Regions from separate parts of the Salmo salar genome. Here region 2 is linked to region 1. Evidence: chromatin contacts called from public Hi-C data. All regions are on one chromosome and are shown on one strand. The core of a region is the stretch at or near the end of the contact, and the rest is flanking DNA. Distances in the headings are between cores, read along the strand shown.

The links. Hi-C and Micro-C count contacts between places; a contact is called where the count stands out from the background.
Region 2: a Hi-C map of gill shows a contact between it and region 1, with 2.4 times the contacts expected there. The contact joins the enhancer-like site here to the promoter of tisb in region 1. A contact is called at or near these places in 2 of 3 Hi-C or Micro-C datasets (gill and muscle).

What each region holds. Positions count from the first base shown.
Region 1 is chrssa09:117,245,381-117,252,509 of Ssal_v3.1, reverse strand. It overlaps tisb (Butyrate response factor 1), which reads right to left and starts at 2,491. Exons shown (of 2, transcript NM_001140451.1): 1 at 2,401-2,491; 2 at 1-2,122. The coding sequence starts at 2,433. The coding sequence ends at 1,061.
Region 2 is chrssa09:117,283,659-117,289,967 of Ssal_v3.1, reverse strand. No RefSeq gene overlaps it. Among protein-coding and RNA genes, the nearest start is that of LOC106612723, 7.8 kb to the left of the region's middle. Within about 2 kb of position 1,272, at least 5 of the 13 cell types and tissues checked have an H3K27ac peak or open chromatin away from gene starts, as enhancers often do. A contact at or near this core is called in gill, where this site is marked.

The DNA of each region.
Region 1 (7,129 bases), core at 1,242-3,741:
ATCAAAAATAAATTCATTCTTTTTTTCTTAATAATTCACACATCGTTTTCACAGACCCTGACATGTTCTTGATAAATAAGTACAAAATACATTGGTATTAACACAATAAATATCATAATAAATATATTAGTTAAGTCTATACAATTACAAAAGGCAAATAGGTCAACCTATAGTCTATGGAAATACTGTGATGTTACAGTCCCTGATGAAATAGAAGTCACCTACTACAGCTGAGTAAGACCCAACCAGGGTTGTCAAAACATTATGCAACAAAACAGGTCTCTAAATAAATGGCAAGATTACACAAATACCCCCCTCCTAGATCTGTGACATACACAGACGGCGTACTAGCACCTTCTCACTTTTGTCACAGATGTCTTAAAATATGATGGATGTCCAAAAATAATATGATAAACTGCTCTTACACAAAGAATGTAGCAAAAGTATAAAAGTAAGTATAAAGCTTTGGTTAAATGCTACATAGAGAGACGAGTCTCCCAATACCTATTTTAAAGTGCATATCACAGTGAGAGAATGTCTTGTTGTCATTTTTCAAGTCACATTGATGGTTTGAATATTTTCAACAGTTTGTGGTATACACATGAATACCAACAGTATGAATAGATCTGACAAATAGTTCTGGCAGCTTACTAAACGAGGGGAGTCTTTTGTTTCATATGATCATATATTTGAAGGACTAATCGAAGTAATCCAGCTAAAGTAAGGCTACTAGGCCCTTCTCATATTGATTGAGACAGGTAAAGGCACTTAATAAAACGTATGTTACTGTCATAACCATCAAGGTCATTTTTAAAGAAAGCAATTAATGGAAGACAAGATGAAAAGTTAAATGAAAATATACATAAGTATAAAAATATACAGATTTTGATAAGTTTGAGTACCAAATAAATTTCACTGAGCAAGTAATTTACTAATAAATAAACAACAGTATAAAGTGTTGATGCGCATCATATTGATAGGATTTCTGATTTGTGTAAGCAGAACCTTCACAATTGATCGAGGTTCGTGATTTGGATTGTCTCTGTGTGGTTTGGGTTTCCTAGTCAGAGAGTGACAGGCGCGCAAAGACGGTGAGGCGCTTGTTGCCAGCCCCATCAAAGGTGGGGGACTCTGAACCGCTGGTGCTTCCTGTGCTGTTGCAACTATCCCGATCTGAGAGGGAATCTTCAGAAGAGAAGCGCTGGAGGTTTGGCTGGGTGATGTAGACATTGTTGCGGTCCTCCATAGCGTAAGATTTGTTCAGAGTGTTTGGGAAGTTATTTCCGTGGCCACAAACGCAGCGTGAGGGCTTCTGTGGCTCAACTATCATAGGGATGTTGTGGATGTCACCAACACTGGGTCGGCTCTGACAAAACTGAAATGTGTTGTGTTGGGTGTCATTGAACACTGGGGAGAGAATGTCCGCTGGGGGTGGTGACACCGAGGGCGCACGGGTGAAGCCAAGGGGGTCGTGGAGCGCAGGGGGAGGAGAGCTGCGTGATCTCATGAAACCTGCGAAACTGACGCTCTGACGGAGCTGACGTGGGTTCTGATCAGCAAGTGCTTGGTTGTGGAACTTTTGGGTCAAGGGGGTGAGTTTCTCTTCGTGAATGAAGTGACAGCGGGCTCCATATGGGCAGTAGCCAAAGTTGTAAAAGGTGCGACAGGCCTCCGTTTTGTATTTTGGGTGCCTGTACAAACCGCGCAGCTCAGGCTCTCCATGGGCAAACTGACACTTGCTCCCATATTTACAGCTTCCGTTCTCCTGGAAGCTACGGCACAGTTCGGTTTTGTAACGGTTGGAAGGGAGAGGAGTCGGGTTGTTCAGTGGAGGAAATCCAGGAGGTGGAGGCACTTCATCCAGGGTCTTCATTTTACCGAAGGAGAGGATATTGGATTCGGTTAGACTCATGGAGCGGTCAGGTCTGAAGGAAACCTGTTGTTTACTTGGAGCCATCTTGCTCCAAATGTCAAGTGGCCAAGGGGTATCATCGTTCAGTTGCTCAGAGTTTAGACTATGACTTTTTGGTGAGAAGAACGAAGTTGAACTGTTGAGACGAGGTGCCATTGGTTGAATTTGTTGCTGGATGAATGGTTCATCTAAACCAAGATTGATCAGATTCTGTGGAGAGAAATATGACTGTCAATAAATGATCACGTTATACCTATCCTATAGACTACCCAGGATGCAGAATTGTAGCCTATGCCCTGTTCCCAGGTAATCTTTTAATGATGTTAAATATGTTTTGTGAATATTTCAACATGTAATCAAAGTTCAAAGTAGCCTACAACTTATACAATAGTCTAGTAGTAGTTTTTTTACGAACCAAAAGCATAACCATAGCATATGTTACTGATCTGAACAAAAACATAAATATAAACACAGTGAATAAACCTTACCCTCGTGACAATATCGTCGATCATATCGGACATGCTTCGATGTGTTCTTGTCCTTTGAAACGTTTTAGTTCGCCTGTCACTTTCAGCTGCAAGACACGGGCGATTGCGCTGCGCTGTTAATGCATTGCTAGCCTTTTATAGTTTGTCTGGGCTGACAGGCAGGCGGGGTTTCCTGTGCTATTTTCCCGGACACCACTCCCATAAAGTTTCGTACACAACTCAACCAACCAAGGTTGCCTAGTTTTTGTAGTTTTAGTCAGCTGTGAAATGTTTCAGTTTCACCAACATTCAAACATAAACGCATCGTATAGACTAGGCTATATATGGCAACAACATAATACGCCCACAAATACTGACACACTTGTTCATTATTTGCCTATGTTCATTAGATTTTCAACCACGATGACGAATAGTTTTGGGGTAGCAGGCTATGATTAACTACTTCGTTGCTGGACACATTTTCCCCAAGGCTGTTACCAGAATTACCCCAGACTTTTTCCTCATTGGTTTCTATGCGTGACACCCGCTCTGTGTTTTTGTAGAACATCTGTCTTTAATACAATTTCCCGTCTTTACCTTCATTTTCCAACAGTTATAGGCTATCTCTCAAAGGGGAACAATATATTTATTTATATATATACCCTTAGGCTATAGACATAAATACGCTCATGTGCATTGTGACAACGTAAAAACAGTTGACATGAATCCATGTAGGTAATGACTTTAGTATGATCTTACTGTAACAAACAACATTATCCAGTAATCAGTCTAGACTTCAAACACAGGGTTTTTCAGTTTCTATTTGTGATATCATGTAGGCTGGATTAGGTTGTGTGATTTTTTCCATCTGTGTTACTGGTAGCCCAAGTATAAACAGGCAATGTTAGTCCCTCGATAGCAGGAAACTCTTGGATAATGAAAATATGTTTCTGTTTCTGCTATTTAACCAATAATGAAACCTTGGGTCTATCCCTTGCCTGATATAGCACTGTTCACACGAGTGAGAAACGCATCTGAATTTGTGTGGCTAAATACTGAAGTCACGAGGCATTAACTCAGCAGCTATCCACCTTCCAACAACAATAAAGCATGTGCAAGAATGCCCAAATGTCAAAGTGAGGAGTAACCAACTCTTTGTCTTGATTAGTGGACTATATTCGGAGAGTATTTTGTTCATTAGTTGTGCTATATTTGCTCATGTAAATAGTGTCAAGTTGAAGAAGTGGAGAGGGTTTTAAAAATCTATCAGTCAAAATGTATCCAGTGACAGTGTCCCATGGATCGACTGGGCCATGTTCAGTTGATCTACAGCGCTTAGAGGTGTCTCTATTTGTCGTTTGGGTTTGTCGTCACACAGTTCATAAGTCTGACAAGGCAGTGCGACAGAAAGTCATATATTTACTTTGAAATGATTACACTTGGATGGGCTTTGAGCTCTTTCAGTTGAGTCAATTGATTGCAAAACTACCTAATGGCAGAAGGGGCACTATTTCAGTGTTTGAGGAAACTGCTCATTTTACTTGAACCCTATCACACCCTAAAATGCTTATATAATGACTTCAGCACCGCTTTTGCTGGATCCTTAGTGTTTTTGTATTATCTGGTTGTGTCCTAAGCTTTAAAGCCTCTATTTATCTCACTATTAAGGTCGTATTATGGAGACAATGTGAGGGGAAATGGGTGCAGAGACTGGCCTTACATGATGTGTAGTAACTGCTGTATACATATTCCAGTAAGCTAACTCATCATTGTCTATATAGCCAAGGGTTGGATGTGAAACGGGAACACAAACTTGAGGCAGAGACACTCTATGTCCCTCCCTCCCTCCCTCCCAAGACATATTATGTCAGTTTCCCACCATAGTGGTCACAGTGTACCTTTCACTTTATGCCATTATCCCAACAGCAGTGGGACACGTCCATCAGGGGCCCTGAAAAGCTCATGTTTCATCAGTCGAAGGCAGCATAATAACTCCCGGCCACAGAAGCAGGCAGGGCAGGCATGCCTACTCATGTCCAGTTAAAAATAACCCCAGGCTTCCACTACCTTGTCAAATTTGGTTGGAAATTATATTTAAAAATGGTTAATGAGAAATGGAAAATATTTCACTCCTTGCTCTCTCTTTCCCTTTTTTTCAATTTTGTTTCCCAATCCACTTGTTTGGTTTCTCAAGCTGTGCAGGGGTGTGCATTTTCTCCAAGTTTCTTTTCTGGCACTGGTCCCGAGAGTATGGAAACTCGCTCCTAGTGAGTTGGGAGGGGCGCGGCATACTTACTCATGCACACGTGCTCACACAAATATACATACTAGCTAAGCCCTAAGGGATATTCTATGGTGAGCAATGATGTGCAATACGCCAAGCTTTCCATTCGAGCCAATACGCCAAGCTTTCCATTCGAGCTTTCCTGTCTTGGCAAAGGTGCAGTTTGTACACTACAGGCATCCCAATAGGCATGTTTAGGCAGGAACCCCCTTATGAACACTCATGCTGACATATGTGCATGGGGTGGGGTGGCTGTTGTATGAATTAGGGAAATTATCACAAAAACTTATGGTGAGAAATCTGACTGTATTGAAATTGATCAGCAATAGTCGGTATTTACAGTGCCTTCATAAAGTATACACACTCCTTGACATTTTCCACATTTTGTTGTGTTACAGCCTGAATTTAAAATTGATTAAATTGAGATTTTGTGTCACTGGCCTACACACAAAACCCCTTAATGTCCAAGTGGAATTATGTTTTTAGAAATGTTTACAAATAAAGAAATTATCAATACATTTTCAAACTCTTTGTTATGGCAAGCCTAAATAAGTTCAGGAGTAAAAACGTGCTTAACAAGTCACATAATAATTTGCATGGACTCACTCTGTGTGCAATAATAGTGTTTAACATGATTTTTGAACGACTCTCTGTACCGCACACATACAATTATCTGTCGAGCTGTGAATTTCAAACACAGATTCAACCTCAAAGACCAGGGAGTTTTTCCAATGCTTCACAAAGAAGGGCACCTATTGGTAGATGGGTAAAAAAAAAAAAAGCAGATGTTGAATATCCCTTTGAGCATTGGTGAAGTAATTCATTTTACTTTGGATAGTGTATCAATTCACCCAGTCACTACAAAGATACAGGCGTCCTTCCTAACTCAGTTGCTCGAGAGGAAGGAAACCATGAGGCCAATGGTGACTTTAAAACAGTTAGAGTTTAATGGCTGTGATAGGAGAAAACTGATGATGGATCAACAACATTCTAGTTACTCCACAATACTAACCTAAATGACAGAGTAAAAAGAAGGAAGCGTGTACAGACTACAAATATTCCAAAACATGAATCCTGTTTGCAATAAGACATTATCCAACACAAAACATCACTGAGTACCACTCTTCATATTTTCAAGCATGGTGCATGTATTCCGTTTATTTTTATCCCCCCGAAAAACTCTCTAGTCCTTGCTGACAGAAAGCATGGGTATACTTGCCATTGGCAAGTACTAAGGAGTTTTTTGGGGGGATAAAAATAAATGGAATGGAGCTAAGCACAGGCAAAATCCTAGAGGATAACCTGGTTCAGTCTCCTTTCCAACAGACACTGGGAGACAAATTCACCTTTCAGTAGGACAATAACCTACATCACAAGGACAAATATACACTGGAGTTGCTTACCAAGATGACATTGAATGTTCCTAGTTGTGGCCTAGTTACTAGTGGCCTAGTTACTGTTTTAACTTAAATCGTCTTGAAAATCTATGACAAGACTTGAAAATGGCTGTCTAGCAATGATCAACAACCATCTTGACAGAGATAGAATAATTTTTATACAAATATTATATCATCCAGGTGTGCAAAGCTCTTGGAGACTTACCCAGAAAGTCTCACAGCTGTAATCACTGCCAAAGGTGATTCTAATATGTATTGACTCAGGGGTGTGAATACTTATATAAATGAGATAAATTAGATAAATTAGATACAGAAGGCATCGACTAACTCGGCTGCTGCTGCTACCGTTGGTCACGAGCCCATATTTACAGAGCTTTTACAAGGGAAAGTACCTTCCTTTCCTGCTCGCCTTACATTACTAACAGTGAGTCTCACCGCTTAGAAATACAGTGGCTCTTATTTCTTCAAGAGTTGTTTCTGTGTTCTTATCCTTTGTTTGTAATCAGTGCGTCTTTGTGAAATAGGTGTACTGTATATGAGCACTTGTGCTGTATAGTAAGCCTAAGTTCTTTACAGTGGCTACATATTGCTCTGCATTGATTATAATGTTTGTGTGATAGACGTTTTCCTCTATTGCCTTTGTATGTTTTACCTTAGCCTATATTCTTTTTTTCTGTCAAACTCAACGTTGAACCTGTCATGAGTCCACAAATTAAGTTTAAGATGATTTTTTAAAGATCTGTCTTTTGAAAAAATCAACTGAAATTGGGTAGTACTTTGGTACATAGTGTTTTCCAGGTATGTCTGTTTTTTTTTAGAATGACCTCAGCAAGACAAGGCGGTAGTTTACTGTAGCGGTCCTCAGAGGGATTGCATTTGTGGCACTCTGTTTTCACTATGGTGGTGTAGTTTTTACACTTCCCTCCGAAACACATTTTGGCAGTGTGAAATATTCCCAGAAGAACAAACATGGCCTTATATATGGAATACCACCCCTTGTCTTTCACACACTGGCTCTGTGAGTTGATGCTGCCTCCCCTCTATTTACACAACCCCACTTAAACACAGC
Region 2 (6,309 bases), core at 23-2,522, 39 kb before region 1:
CGCATTCTCACACAGCCACGGATCATCTGGTGGACCGAGCAGATGGCTACATTCACCGGGACCACGGGTCAAACATATGGTCCTGGATAGAAAGGAATATATTTTAAGAGCGAGGGAGGGAAAGGAGGTTAATGTGTCCATGCCTCAGCACTAGGAAGGGTGAGGGGAAAGGGTCTAAACATGAATTAATACAGAACGTTTTCCAGTGGCTCATCCCGAAAGGCCTGGTGTAACCTTGTGGGTGCTGCTGTTTTTTTGTTGCCGGGAAAAGTTATTTTCTGTTACGGCTACTTTACTTTTGGTGTTTCATTGCGGGAAAAGTCACCTTGTCACAATAGTAAAGTTACTTGGCACATATTGACGTGCGCTGAAACGTCTGCATATTTACAAGCCATGGAAATGCTTTACCTGTTATCTTTTTAGTCAGACTATTTTCCACTGTTCTCAGCATGTCTGTGTTTATGTATGTTTGATCAGAATGATTTCCACAAAACAGTTCACCCAGTTGTAACCCAACTCGTTTATTTTTGTTCTACCATATGTTATTTTTAGTGCTGCATTGATATTGATTACTACATTGTTGGGTTCGGCGCTTGCAAGAAAGGCATTTCACTGTACTCTTTATTTATTTTAATATTCTTTGCACATAAAATAGCAGTAAGGATCTTCGCCACCAGAGGTCAGTAAAGGCTTGTTTAGTCTGATCTGCACTGCTACTGATTCTGCTGTGCCTTAGGCCTAAAAGAGAAAATCAACTGCATCTAAGGGTCAGCATTTACATGTTCACCAATGTAACGCCTACACTTACTGTTGTGTATATAAATGATATATGAACATTTGCTTACATGGTTCAGTGAAATTTACATGTCCACAAGAGTATGTTTTTGATTTATGGGGATATTTTGCATATGGATAGTATTCCTGTTAACTCTTGATCTGTTTATGGCACTTTCTGATATTTTAAATATCTAAAAGGGAACTATTTTTGTAAAGCATGTTGAAAGAATATATAATGTTGAAATTACTCACAACCCAACACTTTTGTACGTGCTCTCTAGAGTCGCACAGTTCCTCTTTATAACAATACATACACTCCACCAATGGAATTCGCGAAAGGGTAAAGCATGACTGGTACTAAAGCAACACCTGGGCTCTGACTTTTAGCCATATATGTATTTTTGCTACTTCCTGTCACTTCCCATCACATGATTGGTCAGTATGGCAGCGGTTGATGATCCTCTGAGCCCTGTCCAGTTGGTGCCAGCCTGGCGCTCACAGACCCCATCGCATTAGTTTCACTTCCTCTTCCTGCTCTGTTCACTTCCCCTCACGGACACGCACTGCAGGCTCACAAAAGAGGAAGTGACCTAGGTCATCGCTATAGCTCAGCCAAAGATGGTGGATAAATGAAGATAGTTCACTCAGGCTGTATCCCCGCAAAAACATTTCAGTTCCTGTCTTCTTAAAGGGTGGCTCTCCCATAGACACCAACGCGATAGCAGCTGGGTCTGGTCTACTTAGTTCATTGACTTCCATTGAAACAGAAAAAATTAGGGAGTGGGATGTCTCGCTTTGTGTTCCGTCTCTGGCTCAGCTAATTGCAATGTCTTGGTTTTATAGACCAAGAGGATATACAGGCTTCGCAGCGAAATGCTGTTTTAGACCATCAGTCAACACACTGTAGTCATGGCTGGAGGTTAGAGTCGTCTGTCTCTTTCTGAGTTGTCCTTTTGTGTTATTCCTGTACTCCCAACCAAATACCAGAGGCACCTCCCAAGTTAGTTTGTGTGCCGGATGTCAATAAGTGTGGCCTTTTTCTGCACCTTGAAAATAATGTAACAGGGTAGGAACTAAAGTTAAGTCAGTATTTCCCCTGGGACCCTAATTAGTGGTGAACACGTAAACAAATCATGCCTTAGACCACTTCAGGTGAGAGCTTTCACCTGAATGTCAAATGTAGAGTATGTGTTGTTGATGGACAAGTCCATTATTTGAACGAGGGCAACCATTTGAGAGAGGAAATATTTGGTGTGTGGTCAATTGTACTGAGAAGGTATGGGTTGAATTTGGTTATAAGTGTTTATTTAAGTTTGACAAATTCACAGATGTTTATTTAAAATGTATGCCAATGCAGTCTTTGGAGAGACTCAGATGGGGGTCCCAGCAGTGGTTTGAATCCAACTTCTCAATATGAAATAATTTCTGGGTAACAATTAAGTACCTTACTGTAATTGTTTTCAATTAAAGTGGTAAAAAATAAACTAAAATTGCTTCTTAGCAAAGAGCAATTTCTCAAGCAAGAATTTTGCCAGGGGAAACAGAAAACTAGGTGTTATTGACAGAGGTTTGTAAACTCTCTTTCTTATTGGTCTAATGACTAATTTACCTCCTGGTGATGTCACCAGGCAGGCCAAAACTTCATCCCATCAAAACAGGAAGACATTTCCGGCTGCCTTTTCAAACAGCTCTTACACTAAATGGGCATTATCATTATCTTTCAAAATTTCGCAGTAATATTCCAACCTCATAGTGTGGAAATATATATAAAACACAGGAAATCACGTTTTTGACTGCACTGGGCCTTTAAAGGGATACTCCACTCAAAAAAACATATTTAATATTTTTTTCCTTAGTCCACACTTGATACAGTCCTAAAATGTTTTGCTGTCAAGTTTTCACGATATTGGACTTTCAAGAAGCAAAGTGTCAACGGCCACATCACCATGTTGTGTATTTATATTGCTATTACTATATTATTTACTGTTTATGTTTAAAATAGAGTGGCTAACTGGGTTCTCTCTTCTTTCATCAGAACTTGTCACTGTTTTTGGTAACCCAAAGGAAACCTGATGAAGAACCGTGGACATGAGATGAAGGACAGTGGCCTGTCATGGAAAAACATCCCAAAAAAGTCTAAATATCAGCAGCAGTGGCGCTTTCTTGTGAAAGCCTTATGTTCCATATAGGAACAAAGAATAATAAGGATCTATACAGAGACGGTGTCCCGTCCGCAGGACGGTTGAGCTAACGTATGCTAATGTGATTAGAATGAGGTTATAAGAAACAAAACAAAAAATCCCAGGACATAGACATATCTGATATGTGTAGAAAGCTTAAATTCTTGTTAATCTAACTGCACTGTCCAATTTACAGTAGCTATTACAGTGAAATAATACCATGCTATTGTTTGAGGAGAGAGCACAATTATGAACTTGAAAATGTATGAATAAACCAATTAGGCACATTTGGGCAGTCTTGATAAAACATTTTGAATAGATATGCAAGAGTTCACTGGATCACTCTAAAACTTTGTTCATGCGGTGCTGCCATCTAGAGGCCAAAGTCTAAATTGCACCTGGGCTAGAATAATGAATTATGCTAGAATAATTAATTATGCCCAATCGCTTGCATTTAGAAGATGACGGTACAGAAAAATACAGTCGTTTTTTTTCTTTGTATTATCTTGTACCAGATCTAATGTGTTATATTCTCCTACATTCCTTTCACATTTCCACAAACGGTTGGTTTTTTCTTTGTATTATCTTTTACCAGATCTAATGTGTTTTATTCTCCTACATTCGTTTCACATTTCCACAAACTTCTAAGTGTTTCCTTTCAAATGGTATCAAGAATATGCATATCCTTGCTTCAGGGCCTGAGCTACAGGCAGTTAGATTTGGGTGTGTAATTTTAGGTGAAAAATGAAAAAAAGGGGCGGATCCTTAAGAGGTTTTAAGTAAGTATGTTTTTCGTAATGTTCTCAGGCCTGAAAAAATTGAATGTTTAATCTTTCATTGCAAATCCATATTGCTGAATAATTCCCAAGACTAAGATTGCTACAATGAGTGTTTTCACTGTAACCAAGTAGAGAGAGCACAAATACTTCATTTTCAAGGAATATAATTTCCAAGGAAAATCTAGTCGGTATTCTCAGTTATCTGGTTGACATGGTCATTTATCAATATCAGCTGAAGGATCTGGAAAACGGGCCTGTTGAAACAGAAAGAAAATGGAAATGTTTTTCCCACCGGATGCTACGATGCTCCACTTGAATTGATAAGTGAGTGAAGCTTCCTGGTGACGCAAACCTTTTTTTGCAAACATTTGCAGTTCTGAGAATTTCATGGGAAGAAGGTGGTACACGTTGCATTTTTGAGTTAACTTTTCCATGTTGTGTTAGTCACTCATGTCACTCTCCAATTATTTTATACAACCACTTTAGCCAGTGTGTGCAAGCACCGCCGGAAATGGCAGCAAACTCACAGCGAGTGAATTATATTGACTTATTTTGAAACCCAACTGAAGTTTATTCACACGTTCATAGTATAGTGTACCTGCTTTATACTTTGAAAACCACAAATATTTAGCTTTTCAGAGTTTTCTCACATCAGATGTACACATACAGTAGTGTACAAGACATTAAGAACACCTTGTTAATATTGAGTTGCAACCCCTTTTGCCCTCAGAACAGCCTCAATTCGTCGGGCCATGGACTCTACAAGGTGTCAAGTGTTCCAGAGGGATACTGGCCCATGATGACTCCAATGCTTTCCACAGTTGTATCAAGTTGGCTGGATATCCTTTGGGTGGTGAACCATTCTTGATACACACAGGAAACTGTTGAGCGTGAAAAACCCAGCAGCGTTGCAGTTCTTAACACAAACCGGTTGGCCTGGCACCTCTTCAAACCCTGTTCAAAGGCACTTAAATCTTTTGTCTTGCACATTCCCCCTCTGAATGGCCCACATACACAATCCATGTCTCAATTGTGTCAAGGCTTTAAAATCCTTCTTTAACCTGTCTCCTCCCCTTCATCTACACTGATTGAAGTGGATTTAAGTGACATCAATAAGGGATCATAGCTTTCACCTGGATTCACCTGGTCAGTCTATGTCAAGGAAAGAGCAGGTGTTCCTAATGTTTTGTACACTCAGAGTAGCATTCTATTATTGAATGATGTGTATAGCCAAAGGGGATAGATAGGGTTCAGTGGCTAACCTCTGCTTCAGAGGAGGGTATTTACTGTAAGATGCAGATTAGGGATAACCAGAACCCTCGGATCCATTCAACGGGGCTGGGAATGGTGTGTGAACCATTCATCTTGGGTAACAAATTCATGATTTGAAATATCCTCACATTATGGTCAACTTTCAATCCATGACCTGTGCTGTACTTGAAAACATTTCCTGAATTTACAGGAGTTGACTTTCACCTTGCCCATGTAGTTTGCGCTAAGAGATGCAGCTAGGGATAGGGTAAGGTGTGTGTTTGTGTGTGTGTGTATTCTTGCATGAAAGTGTGCGTGTGTGAGGAGATTATGAGAACGGGGGCTCGAGAGCGGGGGCTCACAGGGCAGCTCTGTTCTGAATGGCCACCTTTGTGGTTCTCTCATGCTAGCTCCATTTCCCACAGGCCTCTTAGAGTTTACATCTCTCTGGTGATGGTGGGGTTGGAGCGGGAGCAGTGGGGAAAGCTCAGCTTTTCTTTCTGTTTTTGTGGCTCTGACTCTTCTTACTACATGTGTGGATTTGTCCCATTGCTGCAGGCACTCTGACAAGAGAAAAAAAAATCACAATTTTGTTACCTAAATGCTTCTAAAAACACGTGTGGGTTTTGCAACACATGTTGTTGTCAGTTAGATTTATCCCTGAGTCAGTTCAAACTCTCCCACACTGCTTTTTCCCAGTTGTGTAAGATATGTCTGTACACAGTAACCTGGGTATATGTGAGGATTTTGTCAACATGCCCTTTTGTAAAGGGGCGAATTTCAGATTTGGGAGGATGGTACATTTTGTGCCACACTGTTTATATATGAAAAGAGGATAAACAGTTTGGTGAACCTTATCCTCTAGTGTAATTTGTTAGTTTACTATAGAGGTGGCCAATGTATTTTGTAAAGCAAGTGCCTGATAGCACAAACTCTTGAAGTTTCCCACTGGGCACAGACGTCAGTTCAACATCTAGTTTTGATTTAAATTTGGTTGAGTTGTCAACTAATGTGAATTCAACGTGAAATCAACCAAACGTTTCACCCTGTCATTGGATTTAGGTTAAAAGTTAGGTGAAAAAAAATGCGAAATTCCCTTACGTTGATTACTTTTTTCAAATCCAATCAGTTTTCCACGTTGATCCGGCATCATCACAATAAATGTTTTGATTTAAAGGAAGTGGAAACAACATTGATTCAACCAGTTTTTACCCAGTGGGTTGTTTGGTTAGAATGTGGGTGAATGTGTTCTCTTGGGTAGGGGGCCGGATGAAAAACGTACCCAAATTAAACTGCCTACTACTCGGGCCCAGAAACTAGAA